Regions from separate parts of the Cricetulus griseus genome. Here region 1 is linked to region 2. The links are chromatin contacts, called in public Hi-C maps. All regions are on one chromosome and are shown on one strand. The core of a region is the stretch at or near the end of the contact, and the rest is flanking DNA. Distances in the headings are between cores, read along the strand shown.

What was found. Hi-C and Micro-C count contacts between places; a contact is called where the count stands out from the background.
Region 1: a Hi-C map of the CHO-K1 cell line shows a contact between it and region 2, with 1.7 times the contacts expected there. The contact joins the enhancer-like site here to the promoter of Cbx4 in region 2. A contact is called at or near these places in 2 of 8 Hi-C or Micro-C datasets (the CHL-YN cell line and the CHO-K1 cell line).

The regions. Positions count from the first base shown.
Region 1 is chr7:131,665,539-131,669,622 of CriGri-PICRH-1.0, forward strand. No RefSeq gene overlaps it. Among named protein-coding and RNA genes, the nearest start is that of Cbx4, 42 kb to the left of the region's middle. Within about 2 kb of position 1,818, at least 4 of the 6 cell types and tissues checked have open chromatin away from gene starts, as enhancers often do. A contact at or near this core is called in the CHO-K1 cell line, where this site is marked.
Region 2 is chr7:131,623,559-131,627,251 of CriGri-PICRH-1.0, forward strand. It overlaps Cbx4 (E3 SUMO-protein ligase CBX4), which reads right to left and starts at 1,706. Exons shown (of 5, transcript XM_027425499.2): 1 at 1,392-1,706; 2 at 1,212-1,255; 3 at 41-106. The coding sequence starts at 1,460.

The DNA.
Region 1 (4,084 bases), core at 568-3,067, 42 kb after region 2:
ACATGCCAGCCCTGCTCTGATCTTAGGACCAGGGAAGATACCAGCTTGGTCATATACTGTCATGGGCTGTTCTGGGGGCTTCTGACACTTGGAGAAGGGACACAATAGGCATCTAAGTATGAAGATGAAGCCCCTGGGCATTGAGAACTACTATGAAGTCAACAAAGGCCCCAGGGCAGAACCTTCCAGATTGACAAGAAGTTACAACTTATCTAAGAGTGCAGACTAGAGGAGACTCACCCCTGAGGGTGGACCCTGGGGACAGAGGATTGGTCAGTGACACTCATGACTTTCCTAACCACCCAGAAGGATAGCAACTGCTATGTGTGTTAGGCACAGACCCCAAGCTCACACCTTGTCACCCAGTTAGGTCCTACAAAACCCTGAGATATCAACATTTTAACCTCATCTTTCAGGATCAGAGACGGGAGGTAACTGCTGAGTCCCCACACCCTCAGGAAATAATTGGTTTCCAGGGTCCGTCACCACCTCCAGTTGCATCTTAGTGCTGAAGTGACCCTATGACCAATCTACTCTTGGAGCTTCTGCCAGCTCCCTTCTTCCAGCCCAGGGCACACCAGGAGCCGTGTCTGTGACAGGCTGGGCTCCCTTGGGTTCTGGAGACAGCAGGGCTGCTGCTCTTCTCTGCTGGCTGGGATGCTGGTGGCAGTGTAATGTCAGACTAATCACTGGTCCTTATTCATGGTCACATCCTGCTGCCTGTGCAGCAGGGAGCCGAGCAGAGACTCACTGGTGGCTGTGTGGGTGTTGAGTGGCTTCAGGCGCTGGACCTCTCTGCATCTCTGTCCCTATTTGTCCCAGATTTGGAGACTGACCCTGTGATACAGAGGCCCTGAGCCCTCAGGTCAGCCTTAGCCTCCTGGCCCCAAGCATGGTGTCCAGAATTCTATCCACTGGCTTGCGGAACCTCTGCCATAGATTCTGACGCCTTCCTGCCCCCTCCAAGGCTGAGGTCCTTGGCTATTTATTGGCCCTCACCACCCCCTTTCAACAGCCCGCCTCTGTGCCCCCAGGCTCTTTGCTTCCTATTCCCAGCTCCACTCCAACCTCAGATGGCATCCATGGCCAGGAATAACTCAGGCAGTACCGGTGGTGATGACCCCACCGGCGGTGGTGGCACTTTCCCTTCAAGGCCATGAGCGCCTCCTGCCCACAGAGGGGACCTGCAGGGCTCTATCTCACAGCCCACTTCCACCCATCCATTTGCTCCGTCTGCCAGGGAGGCTACAGTGAAAAGGGTAGAAGCTGAGAGGTTGAGGGCCAGGTCGAAGGCCAGTGTGGAGGCAGAAGAAAAGGGCCAGCACAGCAGAGGCAGGGACCAGAGGGAAAGGGGTCTGTGGACCCTTGTGGGGGTGTCAGGGATGTCCTCTGGGTATAGCTGAAGGTGTTGGGAGCAGGTCAGGACAGACGGGAAAGCTGGCAGCCAGGGTTGAAGGCTTGACAAGGGCCCAGAGCAGGAGTTGGGCTCCACCCTCCTGCAAGCCCTGATGGTCTTCCTCTTAGTGCGGCTGCCTGGCCAGTCACATGCAACTCGGCTGCTGCTGGCCCATCTACTAGAACAGGTCTCCCTTTTCTAGAAGAAGGAGGGTGCCAAGCTCCCCCCAGTGGGGCAATTGCGCTGTTCTCCTGCCCGCCTGCCTTGAGGTAGCTGGCTATAGTGGAGCCCACGGGCAACCTGCCCTCCACACCTACTCCTCCTGCTGCACTGCCTGCCCCGCCGGCCCTGCAGCATTCTCTCCAGGGAGGAGCTGACCCCTGGCCGCCTGGTGCGCCTGGCCTGGTGCGTCTGCTGTGAGTCACAGGGCTGGCCTCGGGCAGAGAGGGGCTGGTCCAGGGGCTTGGCTTGGGATGTCATCACAACCAGTGGACTTTGGGTTGATCCTGCCCCCTGGCTGTTTGCACATAAAATGTTCTATGATTCTTTTACCCACACAAAGCTGGTGCTAGTGTCCGGTGTGTTTCCTGCTGGCCTTTTTACGATGCACATCTGTGTGCACATTTTTAATGAGGTTGGGATGTAAATGCACCCAGTGATGATAGCCTCAGCAACATTTCTCCAGGACAGGTTTATTGAGGTAAGACAGCAGACCAAGAATTCTTCTCAAGAAAGAAAGAAAGAAAGAAAGAAAGAAAGAAAGAAAGAAGCTAATTGTTTTTAGTAAATTTTCAGTTGCACTGTAATCCAATTCCAGAACATTCTAATGGCTTCCCAAAGCAACCCTGTGCCTGTTAGCAGTCATTCCTTGTTCCCTGGCTTCCCCAGGCCCTCAGGGCAAACCCCATCCACTTTCTGTCTCGGTGGATTTGCTTCACTGAGTGTTTCCTGTCACACAAAGGCCTTTTGAGACATGCACATAGTTTGTGAACCCCCATGTTAACTGGTATTGGTGAGTGGTGGCTAAGCAGTAGTTTGGGGTGGTATATTTCAGCTGTTTGGAGCCTTGATTGGCTCTAAGTAGAGGAGGGATTATAAAGGATGGACAAGCACCCACCTGGCCTTGTGACACAGTTTGCTTCACCCCAGGAAGAGAGCTAGGTCATTTGTTCTTTTGGGACAGCAGGGCCCTTTCTTCTCTACATTGCTTGAGGGGAATCCCCAGTGTGGACAGCCTGCACTCAAGGAACACTGGATGGTAACACACAGGTCAGAACTGTTTTCACACTGGCAGGCTCAGCCTGGCTTGTGGCATGCCTGGAATGCCTCTTCCATGCCTCAGAAAATGCCACCAGGACATGCTTCCTTCCTGGTATGAGACTGTCATTCTGTCCCTGGATTTGACTTTGGTGTGGTCCAGGGGAGTGATCATTTGCTGAGGCATGCAGGAGGCCCTGGGTTTGATTCCAGCTCTCTAAAAAGAAGAGAAGGGTCCCAGGAAACAAACGTCCCAGAACCCACAGGGGTCCAGTTGGCAATCAGAGGGAGACTCTCCTCCGTCTCTGTTTCCCAGGCTGCGCACAGAGATTTGCACCTGGAAACCACTGAGTGACCGACTCTGAGAACAGCAGACTCTGCTGGATTGCCCTCGACCCAGCATTTGAGAGCCAGGACCCCTGGCACCCAGGATATCTATACCAGGAACTCTCTGTGAGTTCTTGGTGGGAGCCACAGGCTGGGGCTACTTGTCAGGATATAGTGGCCTTGGTTTTACTGCTAGCAGCCTGCAAGCTTGGGCTGGAGCCCAGGCCACTAAGATTTAGTCTCTCTTGTTCCTCCTCTTGGTAACTCAGCTCCCTGGTGACCAGAAGGGACTTCTCCTCCATAGTGGCCTCTCCCACCCCCAGAGCAGCCCAGTGAGAAGCAGGTGGGTGTGTGTTGCTCTGTTGTCCTGGCCACTCCTGGCTGTGTGCCCTGTCACAAGAATCCACCATAGTCCATCCTGACCTATCCCCACCTGCCCTGCCCATAGCTGTCCATGCACTGTTACAGGTGGAGAGTGAAAGGCCCAGGGAGAGCAGGCTCAACTATACCTAGCAGCCTGCCCCAAGATCACTGCCTACAGCCCCCCCTACCTGCACTGACCTCTGTGCACCCTCCTGTGGATCTGTGCCAGGCCTTACTCACACACTACCAGTGTCAGGGCCTCTCAGGAGGCAGGCGGGGCCGTGGCTTCCAGGCACTGTGCCCAGGGCAGGTCCTGCTCTCTGTTCCTCAGCCTCCTCTTTACAGCTGCCCAGAGGAGAAGTCACTTCTGGTCACCAGGAAGCTTAGCTACCAAGAGGAGGAGCAAGAGAGGCTGAATCTTAGTGGCCTGGGTTCCAGCCCAAGCTTGCAGGCTGCTAGCAGTAAAACCCATGCAAGCAATGGGATCACCCTGCCTCTGCACCCCTGAAAGGAAGCACCTGCATCCCTGTGAGGAGCCTCACCCGGTCTTCCTGGGATTTCTGGGTGGCTCAGGTTGAGTGGGAACATGCAGACGTCTACCATTGCCTTCTCTCCTGAACCCACCTGTACTCACCACTGAGGCCTTGAGGAGCAGATGGGCTTCCAGCCATTTTCCTATCCCAGTGGGGAGGCTGGCTGCCAAGGGGTAGGACTCAGGAGTGGAGGTGGGAGTCTTCATTA
Region 2 (3,693 bases), core at 456-2,955:
TAGGGCCAGGGCAGCTAGCTGCTAAGGGATGCTCGCTCACCTGTTCTGGAAGGCGATCAGCAGACGGGGATCCAAGATGTTCTCCTCTGGTTCCCACGTGTTATATCTTGCAAGTGAAAGAGGAGGAGGGTTACAGTGTAAAAGACGGGAGGGGGCAGGTTGGGGGAACGATAGGAGGCCCCAGTGTGGCTTCCTGAACCAAAAGCTGTGATCTGGAGGGTAGACAGTAGGTTTCTGAGGGCCTAACTCGGTCCTTGATTCACGACCCCCCCAAATTAAAATAAACACACAAGGGCAGGAAGAAAGGAGGGGTGAGGAAAATGAAACTAGCAGTTTATTTTGTAGTCGTCAAGAATTTTAAGCATGTTACTGTGACGTGTTCCAAGGCCACTTTCCTCACCCCAATGCAAAGTCGCAGTCCCCTCCTATCGCCAGCCCGAGTCTCCACTAGGGCTTCAGCCGCTCTGCATTGAACCCCTAATCCGATAGCCCACAGCCCAGCGGCCCCCCCGCACCCCCTCGAGGCCCAGAAGACCGCTGTCACTGGCAAGCAAACCCCAAATACTCAGCAGTGCAAAAATATGCCTCTCTTTCTCTCTGAGTGTGTGTGTGTGTGTGTGTGTGTGTGTGTGTGTGTGTGTGCCTGCGCCTGTCTCCATCCGGTGCCTTCGCATTTCAAATTAAAGAAAAAAATTCCCCAGCGAAAGAGCTGCAGTGACAGTTCTCAACATTTTCTGCCTTTTTTCTTCCCTATCCTGCACCACCAGGAGGGAGGACGCACACAATTGCATTTTCGTCGCTTTTTAATTTTTTTTTTTTTTTTTTTTTTTTTTTTTGGTTTTGCAATATGGAGCCGTTCGGTGGAGGGAAAGGGGAAAGGAGCCATTTTCTGCTGCACATCAGTCAGTGCCTGCGCCCTCCCTCCCTCCGCCGGCCTCCCGGGCTCGGCCCCGCGTCTCTCCAGCTCCTCCGGCTCCTTTTAGCGCATAAATTAGTGATGGCATTTCCCGGAGAGCGGAGCACAACACAGGGCGCCCGGCTCGGGCTCGGCGGCTCGGCTTCCCAGTGCCTGCCACCGACTTCCCCACCCCCTCCTCCCTCCACCCCACTCCACCCCGCCTCCCGTCCGCTCCCCCACCACCCCACCAGCTACACGGGTCCGCCGGCCTTGGGGCCCCGTGCCCGGGCACTCGGCCCCCGCCGCCACTTACTTGGGGGACCAGCCTCTCCATTTCACCAGATACTCCACTCTGCCCTGTGGGGGGGGAAGAGACAGCACTCCATCAGCTTCCGCGGGATCCCCGGCTCCGGCCCTCAGCCTCCCCACCCCCTCCGCGCCTCTCGCTCGCTGCTCCCGCGCCTCGGCGCCGCCACCCGCGCGCCACCCCTACCTTGCGGATCCGCTTCTTCTCGATGCTCTCCACCGCGAAGACGTGCTCGCCAACAGCTGGCAGCTCCATGGCCGAGCCGGAGCGCGCCGAGACGCGAGCGGCCGGTGCGGCTGCAGACACAGCTGGCTCCCGCAGGCGCCCCGATGCAGTCCTGCACGGGGACCTCGCCACACGCTCTGCCCCCGCCGCCTCCGCTCGCCCCTCAACAGCCTGGCTGCTGCCGCCGCTGCCCGCGCCCGCCGACTCTCTGCTCGCGCTCGCTCAGACAACTGAGCCCGGGCCGCCGCTGCACGAGAACTCATGCAAATCCCGGACGTCAGCGGGCGGGGCCTCGCAGGGCCCAGCTCGGCGTCAGGGGGCGGGCCGCGCCTCGGATTGGCGCAGCCCGGCCTACCGGAGGCCCCCGGCCTGGGCGGCAGGGGAGGAGGAGGGCGCGGGAGAGGGCTGGGGAGGAGGAGGGCGCGAGGAGGTGCAGGGGAGGGATCTGCGAGCTGGGAAAGTGAGCTGGGGCCGCGGAGGAGAGGTGTGTCTGCCTGGGCGGCCAGAGTGGGCACCTCGACGGGTCCTACCTTGATCCGCGGCCAGACACTTGGGCTCCTCCCCACCTCACCCTGGGCCGCCGGTTCTCGGTGTGCACGGCCCGGGGATCCCTGCTGGGGGCCACAGAAGCATTCACTGCCCTTTGCAGTCGCTACCAACTACGCCCGACCGGCGGCTCCTAGAGGCACAAGGGAGTCTCCGACAGGGGGCAGAATCGGGGCGGGGGCAGATCGCGCCCCCACCCTTGGTGCTCACCGCCCCGCCCCGCCAGGCTCCAGGCATTTAGGAAGGCGAGGTAGGGAGAGAAAGAGCGAGAAGACTGAGGACTTGGATGAGACAAGGAGCACGGAGAGGCGGAGAGGCAAGGACAGGGACAAAGGAACAGCCCCCCCCCCCCGCCCCGGGCATTAGCACTCAAGAATCTCAGCAGAAAGAGAATCTGAATCCGATCCCACCCAGGATTCTGAACGGCTTCTAATTTACACTTGGCCCACTCATTCGCGGGGAAGGGGCAGTTTCTAGCAAGCCCCCAGACTGGGAAAGGCTGGGAGGGCAAAGAGAGAGGGAGAGAGAGAGAGAGAGAGAGAGAGAGAGAGAGAGAGAGAGAGAGACAGACAGACAGACAGACACACACACACACTCACAGAGAGACAGACAGACAGACACACACACACACACACACACACAGAGAGAGAGAGAGAGAGAGAGAGAGAGAGAGAGAGAGAGAGAGAGACAGACAGAGACAGTCAGACAGAGACACAGAGCGAGGACACCGGGGATGTGTGATTCTGCTTAGAGGCCCAAGGGCACTTCGTGGGGGTTCATAGAGTTCAAGAAAGGGCCTCAAGAGTGGGAGTGGGGAAGGCCAAAAGGAGGTTGAGGCTGAAGGGTGGTGGGTGAGTGGGCCTTGAGAAGAGGAGGAAAAATGGAATGGCCAGGGAGCCACGTATCCTTCATGAATTCCCGTCCCCTAGTCTCTGACAGCCAAGCCCTGCTGATGCAGCCATTGGAGCTCCGGAGTGTGAAGTTTAGCACCTTGGAGCCCGGGCAGCCGGCATGTTCAGGGGTTTTCAGTTCCAGCGTCCGGCTGGGGGAGCTGCTGCGCCAGATGTGACCTTCTGAGGGCGCCCCCGGTGGGCCCGCGAGACCCGTGGGGTCGCAGTGGGTAGACCTGACAGGGAGCATGCCATTCTAAGTGGGAGGGGTAAGGGTGTGCCTGGCCTGCTGTGTGTCCGGGCCCCAGCTCAGGGCTCCTGAAGGACACGGAGCAGGAAGCTTGCGCAATCCCTTGGCTGAGCGTCCACAGAGACAGAAAAAGCGCAAAAGAGGAGAGTGGATCGAGGGAGGGGGAGGGCAAGGAGCTATCCGGGTCTCTGTCCCTGGTTTTATGGCGTCCCAGAATGCCTGGTGAGGTACGCTGAAGTGACTTGGAGAGGGCCAGATACAGAAGAGAACCCCAAAGCCTGCCAGGGCTTGTGTTCTCCCAGGACTCCAAGAAAAGCCTGCAGACCGTTTGTTGTTGCACACACACGTTGATCCCACGCACCTTCACTTTGCAATGCCAGTAACTTTGGCTGTTGCTTAGCGTCAACTGCCTGGGGTGTTACTCTCCAAGGAATGTTAGGGTGGTGGGTCGTCTTCTGGAGGCAACAGAGAGGGGCTCGGTGTGCGGCGACTGGTCTCTAACTATCCTGAGGCCCATATCTAAGAACCCCCAAGAAGAGGGGATCTGGGTGGCCACTCTCTCCCCAACTCTTGGGGC